2 separate regions of the Anas platyrhynchos genome follow, and region 2 is linked to region 1. A link is a contact called in public Hi-C data. All regions are on one chromosome and are shown on one strand. Each heading gives the region's core, a stretch centred on a gene start, on an enhancer-like site or on the middle of the called end of the contact. The rest is flanking DNA. Distances are from core to core; before and after follow the strand shown. Region 1 has its middle 5.6 kb from the start of CLBA1. Region 2 overlaps AHNAK2 (AHNAK nucleoprotein 2).

The links. Hi-C and Micro-C count contacts between places; a contact is called where the count stands out from the background.
Region 2: a Hi-C map of liver shows a contact between it and region 1, with 10 times the contacts expected there. The contact joins two enhancer-like sites. A contact is called at or near these places in 6 of 8 Hi-C or Micro-C datasets (F1 follicle, liver, skeletal muscle and 2 more).

What each region holds. Positions count from the first base shown.
Region 1 is chr5:8,927,476-8,933,957 of IASCAAS_PekinDuck_T2T, reverse strand. No RefSeq gene overlaps it. Among named protein-coding and RNA genes, the nearest start is that of CLBA1, 5.6 kb to the right of the region's middle. Within about 2 kb of position 3,002, at least 2 of the 8 cell types and tissues checked have an H3K27ac peak or open chromatin away from gene starts, as enhancers often do.
Region 2 is chr5:9,047,262-9,054,761 of IASCAAS_PekinDuck_T2T, reverse strand. It overlaps AHNAK2 (AHNAK nucleoprotein 2), which reads right to left. Exons shown (of 7, transcript XM_072038223.1): 7 at 5,720-7,500. The coding sequence ends at 6,773. It overlaps PLD4 (phospholipase D family member 4), which reads left to right. Exons shown (of 11, transcript XM_021275836.4): 11 at 1,437-2,062. The coding sequence ends at 1,639. Among named protein-coding and RNA genes, the nearest start is that of PLD4, 18 kb to the left of the region's middle. Within about 2 kb of position 4,846, at least 2 of the 8 cell types and tissues checked have an H3K27ac peak or open chromatin away from gene starts, as enhancers often do.

The sequences.
Region 1 (6,482 bases), core at 1,753-4,252:
AGCAGCCACATGATGCTTCCAAGCAGAGGAAGCCCAGCACTTCTCCAGGCCCACGTCTCACATGCTGCTCAGTTAGCCAAATCCCTGGCATGGGGGCTAAATCAGAGAGGCACACTGAAATTGAACAAAGCAGGATGCCCAGGTACCAACCCAAACCTTGGTCAGTCTATCAGGATGGAGGAATGGCTTTGTGGCACAGAACGTGTGGCAAATTTTGGCATGTGGCATGGTTAGCCTCGCATCCCCCCTACCAGCTGAACACAGACCTCCACTTTCACTTCTGATCACACATGACCACTGTCTGCAGTAGGTAGCTCAAATGTTGTCTTCACCAGCAAACATCTGGAGACTTACAGGGCGCACAGCTGGAACCTCACCAGCTGTTTGGGTGCAAAGTGTGGTGTCAGGAGGGCCTGTCCCTCACCCCTGCTGCAAGAACATTGCCATGGAGCAGCAGTCAGCCTTGCCACCAGCTTTCATGGCTGTGGGACAAGGCATTCACAGCAATGCCACAGTGCAAACCAAGAGCTGCTAGAGTAGCAGTGGCTAGAGCAGAGGCTCCCTCTGCACTTGCATTTTGGCTAAGCTGACGTTTCCCTTTCCAGCACTGTCTGAGGATCATTTTCAACCTGTAGAACAAACCTCAGATGTTTTTTCCCATGTTACAGGTTCTGCTTTGCTGCTTTTTACACTACACTAACAGCCTTTCAAATACTCAGCAGTCCTGAAATGAGAACTTCTGGGCATAATTTGCCCCACTGGGGAAGTAGGATACAACATGCACCCCATTACACCAGCAGGCTTAGACCCAGGAAAATTATACTGCTGTCCTGCCCAAGGCTTCTGCCTGGAAAATGGCAGCTTGAGTCTGACCATGGCTTGAAAAGGTCCCTTGCAGCAAATGCTGTCACGATGTGCTGATCCAGATGTGCTGACCGTGTGCATTTTTACCCCCTGATGTCATTGTCTTCTAAGTCTCCGTTTGGGATGTTCTGCAAGAAGGCGCTTTGTGCTGTTAAGATCCCTCATAAAGATGCTGTCAGATGCATCCATGGCCCTTACTTACTTAGCATAGGCTGCATTAACTGGCACTAAATATAGTCCAATATATCTATGCTGAAAGATGCTGTGTTCAAATGCAAAATTAATGCATTAAAAATTAAACAAGGCAAAGTTATGAAATACTAAAGTTACCCCACCAAACTCAATTCAGCCCTCTCTTTATTTGGAGTATTTTTGCCTAGCAGCCTTTCCATATTAAATGATTTAAATATAGAAACCTTGGTGTCATTATTTCAAAATAGAGGACCCAGTCTTTTTTCCAGTTACAGCTAATGGCCCAGTCTCGCTGACCATAGGGAGAACAACATCCAGGTGTTAGCTGTAAGTTAAAAATTGTAAGGCTCCCAGAAGCTTTCAAAACACCTCATTCTGCAGGTTTCTGCTCATAAACAGCATATAAAGCATTAATAGCTTATAAGTAGAAAGCAACTGGTGAACATTTAGATGGCTAGTACATGGTTAAGTATTTTATAAAATGTAATAGCTCAGTAAATTTGTTTTAAAAGACGGTTTTAGTTAGCAAAATGTATTTCCTTGACATGTTCATATCCAAGTAAATCATGTCTGTATTCAGGCTAATAATAAATTAGTGCCCTTTTATAAAATATTAAAAATATGGAAAATTAACATAAAATGTGACCAGACTTTTCAACAAGATATTTTTTTTAAATACATTTTTGGTGTGTCTATGCCTCTAAAGCTTACATTTTGCTGTATAAGTCATTTACATGATGCGCACACTTTGATGTTGCTTGAATTGCAACATCATTGGCCTTTTACTACAACCGTTTTCTTTAATGTAAAATGTGTGTGGCATGGTTCTCATTGCTAATTGCAACCTTATGATAATACTCCATAGAGCACTGCTAACCTCATTTACAATAGCATAAGAAGCCTAGGCCAGCTGCTAATAGATGCGTTCTTTCTTCCTTTCTTCCTTTTTCTTTCTTTCTTTCTTCCTTTTTCTTTCTTTCTTTCTTCCTTTTTCTTTCTTTCTTTCTTTCTTTCTTTCTTTCTTTCTTTCTTTCTTTCTTTCTTTCTTTCTTTCTTTCTTTCTTTCTTTCTTTCTTTCTTTCTTTCTTTCTTTCTTTCTTTCTTTCTTTCTTTCTTTCTTTCTCTCTTTCTTTCTCTCTTTCTTTCTTTCTCTCTTTCTTTCTTTCTCTCTTTCTTTCTTTCTCTCTTTCTTTCTCTCTTTCTTTCTCTCTTTCTTTCTATCTTTCTTTTTTCTTTCTCTCTTTCTCTCTTTCTTTCTCTTCCTTCCTTCCTTCCTTCCTTCCTTCCTTCCTTCCTTCCTTCCTTCCTTCCTTCCTTCCTTCCTTCCTTCCTGTCTCTCTCTCTCTCTGTCTCTCTCTCTTTCTCTCTTTCTCTCCCATAAATGGAAATGAACACAATCTAAATCTTAAAATGCAAGTACTTGGGCATTTGGGGAGAGTTTGTATCTAGGTCCAGGCTCTGAAGTCCCAGGCCGGACCCAGCTGTGGCAGCAGAGGTTCCCTGAATTTACGGCTGATTTGTTTTGCTCTCAGAAATGTGACCTCAGCAGTGGAGCCAATAAACCATTAAACACAACACATGCTGCCCTCTTGCAGCTTTAGCCGCGATAGCATTGCTAGCACAGGAGGAAGGGGTTGTGTGCTCTCGCCTGCCCTCTTTTGATCTGTTCCGTGAATTGTCCAACCTTGCAGTTACGGTGCTGAGCAGCCTCCTTTCCCCGTCCAGCTCCTCACAGCCAGCTTTAACCTTGTAGGTTTGAGTTCTTCTTCTTACAGAAGCCGATACACTGAGCTGTAGTTAGTTTAGCACTTTGCAATCAAGAATGAAGTTAAAGACTGCCTTATTAACTGCACGCTGCAAAGGGTAGCTGGCAACAAGGCTCATGGGGGTGGTTGAATCAGGCTTTAAAGCAGTCCCCATGCCATATGAATTCTAAAAATCGCTCTGTATCTGACTGAGTGTGGTACACACGGTATTTTTAGCAGTGACGAGAAGGAAGATAAGCTGGGAGCACTCTCAGGGAAGGCAGGAGGGAAGGGCATGTTCCTGCAGCCCTGCGCTGACAGCCTGCCCTGCCTCGCTGGGCTCACTCGCAGCCAAATGCAATCCAGGGTTATTTTATTGCAGCTCCACGAGCTGCCATCTGTCCCCTGGGCTGCCAGAACTCCTTGTGCACATTTGTGGCTCCCCCAGCTATGAGACGCACGTGTCCGACCTTAAAGCTCAGAGAGAGGTCCCAGAGAGCACGTTCTCACCTGCCAGATGTAAAAGCAGGCATCACGAGAGCTTGAAAGCTCAGCTGGGAGTTTACCTCAGCTTAAAAACTTGTCAGCTATTTTGCCTGGTAGCTAAACCCTTGCCTGCTGTCTATACCACAGTCATGGTGCTCTACCTGGTGGTGGCACCACCCAGCAGGAAAGGTAGATGACTGCCTTATGCACGTATGCAAAATTCACACAAATTTGGCCTTTCTGCCATTTCATTCCATGTTTTTATTTTCTAGCAATGATGGCATGTATTTTTCATTCATACTGCAGTGATGCCCTCCAAGGAATAAAATGACATCTGTACTGATGAGTAATTAATTCTACTTCACAGAATTTGTGACAAGGAGACATCTACCAGCCTCAGTGCCTTCTTTCAGGGATGGATACCTTCAACCTCCTTTCATTCTTTGTGTCACAGGGCAGGTGGATGGTGCTGATTCTCCCTCTGCAAAGTGAACTGCTGACCATTGCTCCACCTGCCTTTGGAGCCCTTACGAAGCTCACCTGGGGAAAGAAGAGGCAAGGTTCTTGTAATCTCTTGCATCTTCTTCAGAGATGCTAATTATTGTAATTTGGTGTTCTTCCAAATGTTGCTTGAAGGGAGGGACTCAAGTTTTTTTAAAAAAAAATCTTTGTGCTTTGTGATTTGTGGTTTTATTTTTTTCTGGATTTTTTTTTTTTTTTTTTAAGTATCAAGTGCTCAGACTTAAAGTTGAAGCGCAGCAATCCTAATGGAGTGCCTGACCTTTCAGCAACCTCACTGAAGCGATGAAATTTCCAAGCAGGCTAATTAATACACTGGTACGGCACCAGTCAGGTGTACCTTTAGCAGCTTAGCGCTCAGAGAGGATGAAATCCTCCTGCCCTCCACACACGCACATCTCACTAACAATAATGGATTTGGGGCCTAATCGGGCATTAAAACAGAGGATTAGCGAGCTGCAAACCGCAGCGATCACAACTCAATTTACAGTGCGTGCAGGGCACTGGCAAAAACTACAAGGCGTGTTTTCTATAAATTAATGTCTAGATATCTAAAAAAAAATTGCGGGTGGCAGAGACTGTTGGATTTATGGAGGTGCTCAGTGCAGTCTATGATGATTTGGAATGATCAGCAGAAAAGAGACACAGAACTGTAGCTTAATAGGAAATTATCAAAGAGCAAGGAGCAGGTGTAAGTTGGTGACACCGATTAGCACTGAATACAGCTTTGTTATGGTACCACGTGCTGCTGCCATACATTTAACAACCTCCTCTTTGAAGCTGTGGGATGTGTAGTATTTTTCTAGGAGCAAGTCCAGAGAGTGTAGGGCCCACTTTCAGCTGCATTCAGAAGGGAAACCATAAAAAGCTATGCTCCCAGTTTTTCTGATTTGACTGCACTCAGGGCAAGGAGTGGAGCTTTAAGTAGGAGAAAACAGCAATAAGAGAAAAATAAGAACACCTTTGTGGGGCCACGCCACCTAACCAGACAGCCCTCAAGCTGTACTTACGAGAACTGGATGTTGTATGGGTTCTACAGCTACCTAAAGGGATTTTACAGAGAGGAGGGCATCAGCATTTTTTCTTGGGTGACAAGTGATAGGATGCGAGGAAATGACCTCAAGCTGTACCAGGGAAGGGTTAGGTTGGATCAGGAGAATTTCTTCACAGAAAAAGTGGTTAAGCCATTGGAATGGGATGGCTAGGGAAGTGGTAGAGTTGTCTTCCCTGAAGGTATTTGAGAGAGGTGTGGATGTGGTGCTTAGGGACATTATTTAGTGGTGGACTTTGCAGTGTTAGGTGACGGTTGGACTGGATGATCTTAAGGGTCTTTCCCAAGCTAAATGATGCTATGATTGTATGACAATATTTATCGCATGGGTGGGAAGCAAAGCCATCCATGCCAGGTCAGGATGGGGCAGGCAGTTCATGATGGCTGCTGATGGTTTCACATAGCTGCTGGGTGAATGATTTCCCCTGCAGCTCACAGGGGACTGCTTTTAATGGTGTGCCAGCCCTCCCGAGCTGCCTGGTGATATTTATCACTTCCCTGCAGAGCTGGGCTCAAAACTAATTCCATCAGAAGCCTTGTGTCCCCCCTCACCAAGAAACAAGTACGGAAGAGCAGCACCCTTACTGCGTTGGAAACAGGAGCAGGCACACAGAGGGTGCCGCTGCCAGTCGTGGTGGGGAGGAGGCCAAAAAGCTATCTCACAGTGCGACCTCGGAGGGGTCTTCTGTGGGATCCAGGAATAGCAGCCCTGGAGCAATGCCAAAGCACTGACAGTTCTCCTGGTTTTGCAGCAGGGTGATAAAACCCACATGAGCAGCTGCTGACATGTTGTGCTTGCTTACAAGGTGCGTGCCTGCCACGCTCTCGGTGAAGTGCAATGGGACCTCAAGACCACCTTTAATCTCCTGAAATTTATGGACTGTTGCTTGCCATACCAAGAGCAGGCATGAGGTTAGCAGCCTCCTGCTTCTGCCACCAAATTATTCTGCTACTCAGGAGACATTTTGCCCCATATAGCAAGAATTCATGAGTGCCACCTCTTCCTTAGGGCCCCAAGCTGTAGCTCCCTGAGTTTTAAGGACGCTAAAGGCAGAAGAGAGAACAGTTGGCAAACGGGGAGTAGAAAAGAAAATCTGATAAAAGAAATGAGGGGTTCAGCAAGTGGGATTGCCAACAGAAGGGAAAACAGCTGAGGACAGGAAAGGATTTCAATCTAGAAGTGTCACTGGATGATGGAGTGGTGGCAAAGAGTTGGCAAATAGGAAGGTGCCTCTAGCACCTGGCCCTTTATATATAGCACAAGAACCACCTCAGGATGTTGCAGGAGCTCTGAAAGGTTCGAGTCTCCTTTTGGCACATGTGTTAGGTAACATGCTGGGGGTTCTTCAAGGAGTGCAGCCCACATATAGCTTTGGAAGATGGTGTTTCCATGAACCACCAGAGTGAAATGGCACTTCACTGCCTTTCCCCAAAAGTCATTTAGTTTGGGCTTTTTAAAATCACTCTGAAAACCAGAGTGATTTTCCACAGAACAGACTATCCACAGAAGTAAATGTGAGCTTTGTTTTGAAATGACACTTCTGGGCTGGACAGAATTGCTGAGGACAGCCACTGAACCCAGGGCACATCCATCTCATGTGTGTATCTTCCACACCCCAGGGAAG
Region 2 (7,500 bases), core at 3,597-6,096, 120 kb before region 1:
TTAGTATCTTCAAATCTATAGGGCTGAGAATGAGATAGGATGGGCTGCAATATCAAAAAAAAAAAAAAAAAAAAAAAAAAAAAAAAAAAAGCTAATTTTGCCGTGTAAAGTAGATAAACATATCAAAATACACATCTTTTTCAGAATATCTTCCCTGGGCATAGAAGCAGAGATGCAAAGGGGAGAAAATAATGTAGGTCAGGTTCAGTAGGAGATTATCTCATATGATTGTGAACCATTAAGAATGGAGTGTGACAAGTCAGAGTGCATAGTTTGTGACAAGCACAGTGGGAATTTCACAGACTGTGTGCTCAGAATGATGCAGTGATAGCTAATGCTCTAGTACATTATCGTGCTTTAATAAAAATAAATTGCTGGGAGGATTTAATTCCACATAGTTTGTTGAACAGAATTCTAGGCATTGAAATAAGGAAATAAGGAAACTCTAGTGTCAATTGCTGCTCAGTTCCTGAAAGTCAGGATGGTGTTTATTTTTCTTGCTCTTTTACGAGGATCCCTCTAAAAAGGAAAGGGGCCTGTCATTTCAGTCAGTTCATCCTCCAAGCAATACAAACCAGCAAATATCCTGACCTTCCAAAGGGCTGAAGACTTGCAGCTCCAATTGCTTTTAATAGAACCTGTTTCTTACCATGTTGTCTTTTGAAGATAGGTATGCAAATAAGTTGTTTTCATGACAAAGCACCTTCTAGAATTGATAGTAGATTTTCTGGCTAAGGCAAGCACCAGAAGAAAATGCTAAGTGTTAAAATATGTATTTTTTCGTAATATTTGCTTTTCTGAATGCTGGTGGCTTTGGAGAGAGCCCTAGGCAACATTTACAGCCAGATTCCCAACTTTGCCTGGTTTAAAAGCAGGCTTTGCATTTTGAGCTCAGAACAGCTCCTGAGGATTTAATCTAGGATCCAGTTTCTCCTCTTATTTTCCTTTAACAAGTGAAGACCCACTCTGAAGCTCATTTGTTGCTAGTCCTTTGCTTCTGATAGTATACAAAGTGCTTGAGGTTATTTTACTGGTAGCATACTGCCTCATAGATAAAGAGAGAATTAAGTACATTGAAGATTCTCCTCTTCTCTATGCAGAAACCCGTATCAAACACCAGCTTTAGCCCCCTCATAATACCCAAATGCTGCGCTCTGTTCCCATATTTATTCAAGCAGATGCACACATCTCTGCCACACACTAAGAAATCAGATTGCTGTGAAGCTTCAGAGTGGCAGTTAACACTGTCTTTCCAAAACTTGAGGTCTGGAATAAGAAAGAGGTGACCTGATTTTTGTTGCTCAGTTAGCCCTAATGAGATTTGCAGTTGTACAGCAAATCAGCAAAGCAAGGCAATGTATACTTAACAAGTCCAGAGATCAAACAAAACATTGGAAAATGGATGTTTTCTAATTAGCTCCTTTTCCACTACACAGGGACTTCCAATTGGTCAGAAGATTACTTCACTAACACAGCTGGTGTGGGACTAATTATCAAGCAGAATTCAACCAACCTGCGAAGAAGGCCTATCCAGGAACAATTAAAAACCCTTTTTGAGCGTGACTGGAATTCCAAATATTCAGTGAATCTAGAAGATGTGCAAGGACAGAAAGACTGTAACTGGAGAGACAGTCTCTGAAGTGAACTGAAGTATGCATTTAAAATAGAAAGAAAAATACATATTAATCTTGTTCCCTGTGCAAAACAAGGAGCTTTCTGTTTTATGTCTTTGTCAGATAAATTTATTATTTGTGGTATCCATGCTGCCTGATGATGTTAGAACTTCTCAGAGTTGAGTCTACCTGCCTACTCATTAGTCAGCGTGTGACATTTTCTTTGCTGTGTATGATTACCCCATCTCAGAGTTAATGAAACGCATGCAGTATGATAAGACAAGCTGTCTGATATTAAAGCAAACATGGAAGACATAACCAGATCTGAATACATCGGAGAAGCAGGTCATTATTGCTGTGCTGTCTTAGGATGCTATATATTCAACCCTAATATTCCACTAACAGTGTTTTCTTACATGTGTTTAAAAATAAAGTTCTGGCTACTAGAAGGTTTGAGTACTGCAAGTAATCACCTACAGCAGCAAGGGAAGATATTTGAAAGCATTAGGCATTAGAGGTACAAGGAAGCACCTGTATTTAAATGTTGAGGCTAATCACTGGAGTTAAATACCTAGGATTTAAATCTTGGGATCAGCTTCCAGCTCAGCTGCCCTGGATTGCGCGTCTGGTGTGCTTGGATATCTGTGCATTGGCCTCCTGTAGTAAGCAAGATGGGGGCCAAGCTGTGATGAGAGGTGGAGCTGAACTAGGACTGAGATTCCTTGGACTGTTTAATCCATCACTACAAGCCACTGTTTGTTGTTAATAAGGCATATTTTTTAAGACATGTAGTTATATCTACTGATCACACTGTATATTCACATATATGTTAACATACCGAGGAGATACAGTTGCTTGCAATGCACTCCTCTCCCATTTATTTTCTAGAGTCTGCTTAAAAATTTGAGATATCCATTCACTAATTAAAATTTCTTGCACAGTAGAATTTCCCAGTTTGGGTTTTCATTAGCTTCACAAGTTTCTCAACCTGTACCAAGAAGTACATCTGGCCATACACTGTATTAATAATTGTGTGCAGGAAAAACATCTGGACGGATTTTTCCCAATACAAGAAGCACACGTGAATGGTGGGAGAATTTGAAAATCTTTTTGAGAAGTTAATGTGTTCATGAACATCAACGAAGCTACTTTCTGTAGAGCAATGCTCTCCTCTAGATGGCACTCGAAGCTACGTTTTCACTTTTTTTCCAAGGCAAGTTTAGCAGGAAAAGGAAGAAAACTTTTTCTTCCCCTTTTGAGCTCCAATCGGACAGTAACGGTAAGTTGTTCAGTGGGGCAAAGTTTCTGGACAGGTTGTGAAGCTTGTATCTTGGTAATACAAGAATCCTCTGGGATAAGGTTCAACTTATAAAGGAAAAATTGATGCCTTCAAGGGTGCTATTTTATTTTCCGCCATCACCTGTTTTTTGTTTGTTTGTTTGTTTTTGTTTGTTTGCTTGTTTTTGTTTTGTTTTCCTCCACATACAAAGGAGGGCTTTGCAATTAAGGCAATGAACTGGATTTCAGATGAACTTGGGTTTAGCTTCCTTTTTTTTATAAGTCTTTTGGGGCCTCTTGGTGGCTACACGTTATTTGTACTCTATTACAAAGGTAAAACATGGTGTAAATTATAACCTGGCCTTGCATCTCTCAGTATTTTCCTTTTCCATGTGTGAGACAGGGATAGTAATAGTCCTTATCAACCCATCTATTGCTTGTCTCTTTCATTCAGATTGTGATTTCTTCAAGGTAAGGATTTTCCCAAGTGTAATTCATTATTACACTTCACAATTCATTAATTATTGTGTGTTAGGCTTGGATGGATTTTTCTAGTTTGGAGGTCAACTAAGCCCTGGCCACAGACAGTTCAGATATTGCTCAGTGCTGGTCTACTTGGGTGGGCCTAGGCAAAATTCCTGGCTTGGGTCTTGAGCATGGTAGTCTGCTAGACCCAGGTCCTCTCACCTACCTGTGATGAAGTACATCTTTAGCTAACTGACCTGCCTTTATTTGAGAGGATTTCGTGTAGAGCTTCTGCCCTGCTGTCCCAGCAAGTTTCTGAGGACACTTGGCTCGGTGCAAGGCCTTGTGGCTATAGCACTGCTGACAGCCATGCAGATGATAGCCATGCAGTACCTAGCAGGCTCCATAGCTTTATGCGTTTGGACAAGACAACAAAGTTACCTGAACTCATGCATTAGACATCAGCTTCATCCCAAAGCTTTTCTATTATCTGTTTCTGATCCTAATTTTTTGATAGTTATAAATTTTTCAACAACTGCTAGCTCTTTCATCAGGGGCACTGGCTCCTTGGCCTCTGTTTTCTCATTCAGGATTAACTTTGGCTGTCTTGCCTTTGGGATATCAGAGGTCATACTTCAAATAGGAGACATGAAAAAGATGCAGGGTGACTTTTTTACACGGGCAGGTAGTGATAGGAGAAGGGGGAGTGGTTTTAAACTAAAAGTGAGGAATTTAGTCTAGAGGTTAGGAGGAAATTCTTCACTCAGAGGGTGGTGAGGCACTGGCACAGGTTGCTCAGAGAAGCTGTGGATGCCCCATCCCTAGATGTGCTCACAGCCAGGCTGGATGGGGCTTTGGGCAGCCTGGTCTGGTGGGAGGTGTCCCTGCCCACGGCACGGGGTTGGAACTGGGTGATCTTTAAGGTCCATTCCAACCCAAACCATTCTGTGATTCTATGTTTCTAGGAAATATAACAGCAAAATAGCCAGCTAATAGTCATGTATTTATGTCCCAACAATGAAGGATACTGGGGTGGGAGAGAAGGAACGGCGACATACATGTGCTTCTTTTTAATGTATTTATAGCTCCCTTTCCATGCCAAATTGTAGTTCTAGGTTTGTGTGGCTGGAGACTGCACATAGATGTTTAGCTGAACAGCCCAATTTTCCAGCATTAAAAAATGAACAGCAGTATCCCAAGAAACCTACCATAGTTAAGGAAACAGCCTGAGAGTCAAAAAATAGGTGGGGTCAGAAACACAGGAGCCTGTTGACAAGATGTCAGTGTTTTGCAGACTTATGTCTGTGCTCCTTGCACTCTTTTAAGCTCTGTCCTTAGCTATTCCTGCACTCAGACCATTGGGAAATACTTTGTTAACATGGTTGTTTTTTTCCTAACCTTCACTTTCACCAAGCTGACAGTAGCCTATTGGAGAAAGGTTTTATTGCTGCTTCTTTTCTCTATTGTTCTTTCCTCATCTACTTCATTCAACTTTTAATAACATAATAGAGAGTATTGCTCTGTGGTCATTGCTGTCTCAGAGCTCAGTTTTAATTGACCTCATTCTTTCACCATCATGACAGACTCCTAGAGGTGGTACTGTCAAGGTGGATTTCTTTCTGTGTGCCTAAGTTAAGGGACACTACCTGAGAAACTTTTTACGTGAAGGCTGCCTTTCAGGCAGATGAGAACTGCTGTTACAATGGGATGTCCTTTATTACGTATATTACGTTTTTCTGGTCTCAGTTTTTCTGGCGTGATCACAATGCTCTTCTTCAGTCCTCGTATATGTTGTCTGATGTGGTAACTTCGAGTCTTTTCAACAATGACACATAAACTTAGAGAAACTTTGGGGAAATGCTGCATGATCCACATACAGGCCTACTACTTATGTCAACAGTCTCTTCAGAGATAATATGAGGAACACAGGCTTCCAGAAGGTCTGTAGAATATTTAAGACTACCATGAAGATGCAGACATGGAGAATATCTTGAGCTACAAATGGTTACACAAACAAGTACACTTCCATGATAACTCAATTTCTGAATGTTTTGCTATGTCTGCATTCCCTGTATGAAGTAGAATATAGAGATAGATAAGACAGGATGAGAAAAGGATGAGAAAAGACAGGATGAAAAAAAATAAAGATGCATGACTGCACATGCAAATTGTAAAACTTGGGATTGTAATGGGTGAAAAGTCTCAGATTAATTTGTAACCACTGCCATCATATTTAGAAACTGTACTGCCATTAAGCAGTCACTGAGGAGCATAGAGTGGGATACAATCAAACCTGCAAATCAAACCTGGGGTTTTCAGCTGCAGTTTTCAGAACTAGAAAATGCTAATGGCACTATCAGTAATTCATGGTACTTGTTTTATTTTTCATATGGTGAGTTTATTGTGAATTAAGAATACAGACAGTGTTTTAATGATACATATGAAGGCTGTCACATATGCACTCTGGTTTTGGCTGTGCACTTTAGAGAAGCATTAATATAAACAGAGGTAAATAATTATATACATCTCCTTTCCCAGAAAATCTTTGAAGCAATTCCACCAAAGTGTGGCAGATCATTCTGTGCATTTATCTATCCAGTAAATATACACATAAAAATTTATTTATCCAAATTTTTATAATTATTCTTTACCACCATGTTTTATTTTGGTACCTTAAAATGTGAAATATTTTTTTGGTCTTGAATTTATTTATTTATTGATTTATTTTTGACCTTTTAAGGCTAAATATGACCCACCACAGTAATCAAAAATGAGAAGAGAGGAAGGGGTAAAGACTTAGTCTCTCTACACTAGTATTTTGTTTTCATTTTGCATTTTTAAATGACTGTGGAATATATGCATTACCTTAGCTGAAATAAAGAAGAATAGTTTAGTAAGAAAGCAAAAATAGGTCAGAAATGTCCAAAATCTAAACAGGTAAGTATAATTCTCATAGTACTAGTTTATACTCTGTTTGCAAATAATCTATAATCTAATCATAACTGGCATTGTTTTGAGAAGCATATTTAACAAGTTTGTATGTTGTCATTGAGTGTTTTCAATAGTTTACTTTCATGGTTCAGGTATCTTCTAAGACTTTACTAAAACTATGAACTTCCCTGTACTTGTAGTAGTTGTTGCCTTCGGGGCAGATTTGGATAAAATAGTATTTTTATTACTGCACAGTACAGCACATTCATGTGTCTGAAGATTTAGATGTGGTAAATCCTGTTCAGTCAATAGATTTCATAAATATCAACTTTGAGTTTCGTTCAATTTTTGACTACTGGAAAATCAGGAAAACATTGTTTCTTTTTTTCTCTTTCTCTCTTTTTTTTTTTTTTCTCTCTCTCTCTTTTTCTTTTTTCTGTATAGATTATTTTATTTTCACTGAGGGTGTTGAGAGAAGACAATCTTCATTTGGTTGTCTCTCCAGAAATATTAGATTGGCTATCTTTTTCTTCCTCCAACAAGATTAGTTCAGTCCTTGCTGAAGATGTAACTATAGTTCGAGACACTGGAACATTAGATGAGGTCCCATCAATTTCAACTTTTTCACCCTCTGTTGTTTCTTTGGGTGATAAGGTTTCTTGTGCATCGAAAAATACTTCAGGTTTATCTGATGGGCTATCTTCATCTGAGATTCTTCTCTCTTTATGACCTATCTCTTCTTTGTCAACGGTCTTAGCTTTTTTGGAAGGAGACGAGAAACCAAGCTTGGGAAATCTAAACCATCCAGTTTTTTCTGTTTGCTTAGAAGAATCACTAACAGATGTGTCACTTGGTTTCATATCTTCTGGTTTCATTTCTTCTATTTTTTTTACTTCTGTTTTTGAGTCTGAGCTTGTTTCATCACCAGAAGATGAAAAGCCAATACTTGGAAGCCAAAATTTGAATCTTCCAGGAGATCTTTTACTATCAGTCTTTTCTTTTTCATTAGTTATGTATTTTTCCTCGTCTTCTAGAGCTTCAGCTACATCCTCATCTTTAGAGAGAGGAGCTGTGGTTATTTCCTCTGGTGACTTGTCAGGATGACTCTCCTCAGGTTTACCAGAGGGCTCTACTTCAACGGCAAATGTTTTTAACTTTGGCAAACCTATCACTCTACTAGATCCTTCAGTCTCAGTGTGAGGTTTATCACATG